Linked DNA regions of Mus musculus: region 1 is linked to region 2. A link is a contact called in public HiChIP or PLAC-seq data. All regions are on one chromosome and are shown on one strand. Each heading gives the region's core, a stretch centred on a gene start, on an enhancer-like site or on the middle of the called end of the contact. The rest is flanking DNA. Distances are from core to core; before and after follow the strand shown.

Region 1 (4,140 bases), core at 654-3,153, 160 kb after region 2:
TCTGATATAAGGCAGCCTGGAGTGGTAGACTGCTGCCCTTTAGTGAATACGGATGAAAGCTACGGTTTTATAGAACTAGTTCCCCTCCGCTTCCTCCTCCCTTCCTTCCTTTTCCTTTTCCTTTTTCTTTTCTTTTTCTTTTTTTTTTCTTTCTTTTTTTTTTTTTTTTTTTTTTTTTTTTTTGAGTCAGGGTTTCTCTGTGCAGCTCTGGCTATTCTGAAATTTACAGAGATTCCCCTGCCTCTACCTCCCGAGTGCTGGGATTAAGGGCATGTGCCACCGTTACCCGGATTTATTTTCTTCTTTCTCTCTTTCTCTCTTTCTCTTTCTCTCTTTCTTTCTCTTTCTCTCTCTCTCTCTCTCTTTCCTTCTTTCTTTCTTTCTTTCTTTCTTTCTTTCAATTTTATGTGCATTGGTGTTTTGCCTACATTATGTATTTGGAAGGGTGTTTGATCTCCTGGACCTGGAGTTATAAACAGTTGTGAGCTGCCATGTGGGCACTGAGAATTGAACCTGGGTCTTCTGGAGTTGCTCCCAGTGTTCTTAACTGCTGAGCCACCTCTTCAGCCCCTAGAAATAGTTCTTTTCAAATTGTGTTTTGAAACTGCATTCCTATGTAGGAAGATCTCTGCTGTATTTTCCCTTTTCTTCAGACCATCTTTGCATAGTCCATAAACATCAATACTTTCTCAGTACCCGAACTGGGCCTCTGAGGCCACTTCGAGGTCTTTACGGACCAGCAGCCTCATGCTTTGTGGCTGCTCTCTTGCAGGTGTCGTGGGAGGGTGCGCCCATGGGAGGTGGCTTCGTTTCGCTTACCACTGTCACAGAATACCAGAACCGGTCGGTACCGGATAGTGAACCGACTATGTCTCTGCTCAGGGTTCTAGGCAAGTTCGAGACTGAGGGGTGGCAGCTGCCGAGGGCCTTTGTGTCCAGCATCCTACAGCAGAACAGAGAGGAACGTGGCTGGAGGCCCCTTTTTTGAGCATCCGTTCTGTTCTAAACAGCTTAATCACCTTTAACTGGGCCCCAGCGCCGGACCGGCCCTGCTGTGTTGGGAGTGAAGCTTCTCCACTCAGTGGAACCATGACTGTGAATTTTAACCACTTGCACCTGAAAAAAAAAAAAAAAAAAAAAAAAAAGGAAGAGGATGCTGGATTAGGTGCAGTTCCTTTCTGGGACTTGGAACGTTGCCAGGAGCCTTGGCTCACTTTCCTGTCAGCCAGCCTCTCTGGCTCTGCAGACAGGCCAGGGCAGGAGATGCCTGTAGAGACCTGTAGGCAGACAGCTCAATGCAAAGATCACTTTCACTGTGTTGGCTGGGTGCTGGCTGCAAGCAGAGCCCCGGGCTGCTGCCAAGGGTTAAGGTAGCAAACCAGCAGTAAACGGAGTGCTTGGCAGAAGCCCAGCCTCTGAGACAGAGACAGGCTTAATTTCCATCCTTGGTCACAGTTGCAAAGGGACATTGCCACTCAGATCAACAAATCTGGTTTGCATGTGAGACATACAAACCATTCTTTGCATTGTGAAACAGAGTCTAAGAAGGTCCTATTCCCGGAAACCTCGAGGTGCCTCCCCTCCCAACTCTTAACATCCAGGTTACTCTAGCTGCTCTGAGTGAACCCTGACCTTTGAAAGGGGGGTATAATGCCTCCGAGAAACCCCAGGCCTGACTTCAAGCAGATCTTTATATAAGAACTGATTGCACAAGCCTGCATGTGTGGGGCTGAGGGAAGAAAAAGGGAAGAGTGCTTTCTGTGTATGACTGAGACCCTGCTATTCGTTTGACTTGGATGTTTCAGCTGAGCTCTGTCGATTATGAAGATAGTCATATATGTCAGTACTAGAAACCTCCGCTCGCAGTTGTACGAGCAGCTGCCCCATCCTCCCGCTCTAGCCTTGCCCTCCTCTGCAGTGAGCAGGAAGCAGAGACTCAGAGAGAGTTGGGCCTTGGCAGCTGGGAAGTGGTGGGGCATCAATTCTGCCCTCATAGCGAAGGGCAAGAGTGCTGGTCACATGGAATCCGGAGATGGCTGTGTAATGTGGGAGACGCTGAGTTCCATGTTCCCACACTGTAAGTCATGATGACACTGTTAAAAATGACGGGTGGGCGGCGGAAAGTGAAAGAAAAAGAACAAGAGGGAACAGAAACCGACCAGACGCACAGAGGATCAGGCGAGTGTAAGGAGGAAGGCACGAAGACAGGCTGGGGGAGGGGTAGCCTGGAAGTCAGTCAGGGAAAGGGGAAGGCAGGCAAAGGAGACTGGGTAGGAGGAAGAAACCAGACAAAGAGGATTGCGATGAGGTAGACACAGAGACAAGACCTTCTCCTTGAAAAAAAAAAATGTCCTTTTCCAGCCGAGGGTGGAGGCCAACCACGCCCCAACCCCTGCCTGACACGTCACTTTCAGACCCCGGCTGCAGGGCCAGCCGGAGAAGTCCCTCACCTTAAATCTGTCTCTGCTTGTTGAAGAAGGCCCGAATTGAGATGGAAGGAGTTTGTGAGACTTTCTGGAAATAACAGAGGAGAAAAGTAGAGAGCCATGTGCTTGGCAGAACCCTCTCGAGAGTCCTCAGACAGGCTGCGCCCGTTCTGCCCTTCACCTCAGGAGTGGTACCAAGCTCTCTGGCTTTGGTCTCCAGAAATCTGCAATCTGGGAGGGATCAAAGGTCCATATGGAGAGCGCTGAACAGCCACGCTGTTGCGCAGACAGTGAACACAGGCAGAAAATACCAATGGAAGATGAATGAGAGAAAAAGATGAATGAGATGAACGAGACCTTTAAAAAGATGAATGACCTTTTAAATGGACAATGGCTTTCTTGACAATGTCACAGAATTTTCTTAACTGTGGGGGAATTAGGGTAAACAATTTGGTCAACTATGGAAACATGGACAACTGGACCAAGAAGGTCCAGTGTGTGGGCTTGAGAACAGCATAGCAGAGCCAAAGCAGAGAATCCCATCACTAAAGCCAATCTCCAGGTGAGCTGGCTCAACAGAAGTATGGCATTGACCTTTAAAAAGTTTTTAAAATTAGCACTCCCCAGAAGTTATACTTATCATTAAAAAGCAACAAACATTGCCTAGACAACTCTGGCACAGGCCAGCTTGCAAGAGGGCCAGGCTTAGCCTCATCTGTCAGGTCGGACAGACACAGACTTCAGAGGACAGCTTGAGATCAAAGGTTGCAGGAAAAACTGAAGATGATGGAGGGTAGGCAGACACTGAAGGAGACTGAGGTGGTGGTGGTGGTGGTGTGTGTGTGTGTGTGTGTGTGTGTGTGTGTGTGTTTGTGAGAGTGTTTGTGTGTCTCTGTGTGAGTATGTCTGTTTGAGTGTATCTCTATGTGTGTGTGTGTGTCAGTGTGTATGTGTGTCAGTATCTGTGTATCAGTGTGCATGTATGTGAATGTGTGTTAGTGTGTCTGTGTGTGTCACTGTGTATATCTGTGTGAGTGTGTGAGAGTGTATCTGTGTGTATGTGTGTGTTTGTGTGTATCTGTGTCTGTGTGTGTCAGTGTATTTTGGGAGTGAGGTGAGGATATTCAACATGTAGTTGACAAGAACATGAAGCAAGGACAATGACAACCAAACGTTATGGATTTGTTTGGTTTTTCAAGACAGGGTCTCATGTATGCCAAGTTGGCCTTAAACTTGGCCTCGGCTACAGAGCCTCCCAAAACGGGATCACAGGTAGAAGAAGCCATAGCACCTTGTTTTATGTGGTGCTGGGAATGGAACCCAGAGCTTTATGAATGCCAAGCAAGCACATACCAACTGAGTTACATCCTCTGCCTAGAACAACCAGCATTTATGGGGTACAAACTGCCAGGTGCTTTCTCAAGCATTTTGTATGTTACTTGTTCACATAAACTCTTCTATTGTCCTATGAGGCATTTCCTGTTAACTGTATTTTATACACAAGGGAACCTGACTATTCCATGGGAGTTAGCTCAGTGTTCTATGTTCTGTAATTCTTAAATCTGAAGACATATAAGAATCAATGTTTATGTTTATGGGTTGGTTTATGTTGTTGTTTGTTTTTGGTTTTCTTTGGGGATTTTAATTTTTAATTAAAATTATATAATTAATTAATTTAGAGGATCCATGTCCCGGAGGCTGGTCTCAAACTCAG
Region 2 (4,035 bases), core at 962-3,461:
GTACAGAGCCATAACACTCCACTGCGCATGCGTCATCCACTTCTAAAGCAGTCTGCAGCCTCCGGTCTGTCTACAAGCAGAAGATAAGACGGTCTTTTCTGGTTTGTTCCTTTTCCCTCTCTCCAGAATTATGAGTTATAATTTGGTAGATAATATTCCCGGGGATGAATAAAGGATCTTTCTGTTTTGTTTGTTTCATGAAAAAGAGGTCTAATAACGCAAAGCTTCTCTTTCTCCCTCACTAGTAAGGGTGTGTGATCTCTTTGTTATGTGATGGCTAGAAACTCCTCTAATGTTGCAATTTTCTACTGGCTATATTGTATCGGGTTGCAGTTTCCTCTACAATCTTCTCTAAAATCTGCAGGATTGTTATTCAAATATAGCATACTTTAGAAAATGTCAGCATGAACTCCAAGGCCTTGGCTACAGGAAGGAATCAGTTCAATACCTGAAAGCAGTCTAGCTCAGTTCTTTATACCCCTTAAGATTTTACCCTTTGGGAAACTTCTAAAAATCAGCTGGTGACCCCACAAAAGCTTCTGTTGGTTCTTTTCTTTTAGCGTAGTAGGAAGTTGGTTCTTTTCTTGAAAGGGTAGTAATAGGGGTTTTCAATGTTGGGCCAATTCTGAGCCCCATCTTTTGCCATTAAGTAAAATTTCCCTAGTCCATCACTTCAGTTTGGCCTGGTGAAGACAACAACACAGATGGTAAATCCCATACCTGCTAGACAATGTTGCAAAAAAGTCTCTGACCAAAGATTGCCATCAGAAGTTTCAAAGAAGCACCTCTCTTGCTACAAATGACCCTGACGCCTGACACTACTCTGAGGTTGCTTCTTCCGTTCTAGGTCTTCCCTGTTTTACCCATTAATTAAATGAAAATCCCTCTGCCTGCATTCTGTGTCTATGGTAATGACAACGTACACATCTCAGTGAGTCATTATAAGCCATAGATGGAATTCAACTAGAACATGCTAGAGCTACACCATACAGCTCGGCATGCACCCCTGCACTCTTGTAATTCCCTGGAAAGAAAAAATGTTGATTAAACTTGAATAGATAGAGACATTGGGTAGCACAATGAGAAAAGCAATCAAACAGAACCTCTCCCTTCATGGGGTAATATAACTTGTGGAGGACTTTCACAAAGGGTATCAAGTATCGAATGCCACCACACTGCCTACTTAAAAACCAGACAGTCCAATTTTGAAATTTTAACAGGAAGAGAGTTAATAAGGGGAGGCCCACTTATTCGGATGAATCAAAGATGAATCTGATATATAATCATGCTTTATTTGTACAGGGTCATTCACCCTAGAATCAAAGCAGTGATCACATATCTCGTTAACCCTTACAACACCCCCAGGAGGCATGGAGATGGTAAGTCATCCCCCTTGTTACAGATGGAGAGAGCCTGAGGCTCAGGACACTGAAGGGACTTGTCAGAGGCCACATCAAGTAAGTGAGTAATGGAGCAAGAAAGGGAACTAAAACTCTGTCTTTCTCCCCATCGCACTATTATATCTATTATATTTTACCAGTGTTGCCAAACATATTAATTACATTTTCTTCAGAATTCATTTTAAAAAATCAACCCCTTCTTTAAAAAACAAAACAAAACAAAAAAAAAGGCAAAAGAGTGAGTTGATAAGGAAAAAAAGAGATTTGTGTTTGTTTTAATGGATCAGTGAATTAACATATCTAAAGGTGTTGCTTGAGAAACAACTTCGGTGTGAGACAAATGTTTACATTTTTAAGGTAATTAAGGTGAACTCAAATTGAAACTCTAATTTGTGACTGAAAAGCACTGGCTGCTTGCCTTTGGGTTTCCAAACAGAACCATCAAAGAAACCTTCATTGACTGGTCCCTTTGTTGTACGGGCAGGGGCAGCCGCCAGCGGCAAGCAAAGGGTTTAACTGACTCATCACGGTAAAAAAAAAAAAAAAAAAAAAAAAAAAAAATCATCAGAATTTTCAAGTTTTTTAACCTTCACATTTTCCTAGAAGTCCACTCGATGAGCAATTACGTTTTCAGGATCCCTGTTAGCTAACCAACCGTTCCTGAGAATTCGTGATTCCACAAAGTAAAACCGGTTACTACTCAACTTCCTCATTTTTAAAAGTGGTGGCGACAAGAAGTCAGGGTGACTGCCAGACCAGTGCTCCTTGCTGCGGAGGAGGTGGGGGAGCAGTCAGGAGTCCTAGTTTGCAGGCTAAGTTCTGGAGATGCAGGTACCTCTGTCCCTGAGCCATGCCAGCCTGGTGTGGAGCTGTGTCTCACACGTGGGTTCTGCAGGCTCATCCCACACCGACCTATAAGTCTCCTCGAAGCTGGGCTGAGGGAGCCCACACCACAGGCCTGTCTGTGGCCAGTGCTCTTGAGATTCTCGGTTCCCAAAACCGCAGTTCCCGATTTCTAGTTTCCTTATAGATGAGATGTGGGGATCTTCAGAGGGGATCCCGGACCGCCAAGCAAGGCTGGGGAAACCCAAAGCCCCTGTGGTTGACGCTAAGTTGTTTGGGTATCAGCAGAGACTCTGAGAGATGGTGTTTAAAATGCCTATTTTGGGTCAGTTGAGCTGGAGGGAGGCCACACCCCCCAGAGAAAGCCATGAAGAAGGTTCAGATGCGGTCTCTGACTCTCAGCTCCTGAGCTTTCAGGATCCAGAGCCTATTTCCATCTTTCCAAAGAAGTCTGGGGCCCTGGGCCTCAAATGTTAATTCTATATTTAGGTCTACCATTTATTAGCTGCTGTGTGACCCTGCGTAAATTATTTGGCCTGGCTGTTCTTCTTCTTAATTTGTGAAATTAAGGGGCTCCGGGGGCGGCTTAGACAGTGAGATGATACCTTTAGTGTTATCTGATTACCGTAAGCACGGCTTGGTGAAATTAAGCTCCAGGTCACACCAAGAACTGAAGGTGACCTAGTGCACCAGACCCTTCCTTAGGACTGCTGACCTACTTACATGGTTCAGGCAGAGGTGGGGTGTCATAGAATGAGTAAAACCAGGCGAGAGAGCATAGCTAGGAGAAAGCGTGTCAAGGCAAAAGGAAAGGCACACTGGGGAGGGAGCGACTTTCCAAGTTCCTGAACTAAATAAATCCTGTCACATTCCCACACGCAAGCCTACCACAGCATGAGCCTTGCCTAAGAAGCAGACTAGAAGGCTGATGGGAATCTGGATAGGATTGGCCCAGTTTAAGGAAGTTGAAGTTAAGCACCTCCTACTCCAAGTCCTGTAGCCCCTCGCCTTAGGTCTTACTCGCCTGAATAGACAAGGGGACTAGAGAGAGAAAAAACATGAGACGCAGTAAGACACCATCTGCAAGACGAGAGAGAGGCCTCAGGGGAAAGCAAACCTGTTAACCTCAAGTGTTAAACTTCCTGCCTCCAGAATAAAGAGAAAATTCATTTCTGTTGTTTGAGTCAAACTGTAAAATGGAAAAGTTTCCAGATCCTGTCGTCCAGCCTGGCCTGTGTGTCTTCCTTGTCTGGTCCAGTGATAGCAGGTCTTACAGAGAGACCACAGGGACAGTCTCAGTAGCTAGTAGGTTCTTGCCCAGGCCCTCTTTTTCTGCTCAAGAGATAGCCTACTCCTCTCTCACTGTGGTGTGACACTATTTCTGGGGAGATGTGAACAAATGTCTACTCACCCCAGATAAGAAACCAGCAACAGGAAAGTAGGGTAGGGCAGTGGCTCAGCATGTATTGCTCTTCCAGAGGTCACAGGTTCAATTCCCAGCACCCATATGGTAGCTCACAACTGTCTGTAAGTCCAGTTCTAAGAGATCCAATACCGTCTTCTGCCCTCCATGGGCACGAGGCATACATGTAGTACACTCAGGTAAAGCACTTACATACATAAAGTAAAAATAATGAATATTTTATATTCCTTTTAAACAGAGCTATAAAGGGAAAACTGAAATCTGTCAAGGAATCAAATTGTGGTTTTCCTTCCTTCTGTCTTTCCTTTTCTTCCATGAAAGGAATAAGAATCATCCCAAGGCAAGGGATACAGGCCAAGCAAAAGGAGG

The links. HiChIP or PLAC-seq counts read pairs in DNA pulled down with a chosen protein or histone mark.
Region 1: an H3K4me3 HiChIP or PLAC-seq map of bone marrow-derived macrophages shows a contact between it and region 2, with 2.6 times the contacts expected there. The contact joins two enhancer-like sites. A contact is called at or near these places in 4 of 39 promoter capture datasets (3T3-L1-derived adipocytes, embryonic stem cells, liver and 1 more), 12 of 484 Hi-C or Micro-C datasets (CD4 T cells, Th1 cells, centrocytes and 4 more), 4 of 115 datasets of contacts at active chromatin or transcription factors (CD8 T cells, bone marrow-derived macrophages and embryonic stem cells) and 2 of 9 other capture datasets (embryonic stem cells and liver).

Annotation. Positions count from the first base shown.
Region 1 is chr10:44,378,719-44,382,858 of GRCm38.p6, reverse strand. No RefSeq gene overlaps it. Among named protein-coding and RNA genes, the nearest start is that of Mir1929, 21 kb to the right of the region's middle. Within about 2 kb of position 1,903, at least 189 of the 459 cell types and tissues checked have an H3K27ac peak or open chromatin away from gene starts, as enhancers often do. A contact at or near this core is called in CD8 T cells, bone marrow-derived macrophages, centrocytes and 1 more, where this site is marked.
Region 2 is chr10:44,537,382-44,541,416 of GRCm38.p6, reverse strand. No RefSeq gene overlaps it. Among named protein-coding and RNA genes, the nearest start is that of Gm35154, 60 kb to the left of the region's middle. Within about 2 kb of position 2,211, at least 71 of the 459 cell types and tissues checked have an H3K27ac peak or open chromatin away from gene starts, as enhancers often do. A contact at or near this core is called in CD8 T cells, bone marrow-derived macrophages, centrocytes and 1 more, where this site is marked.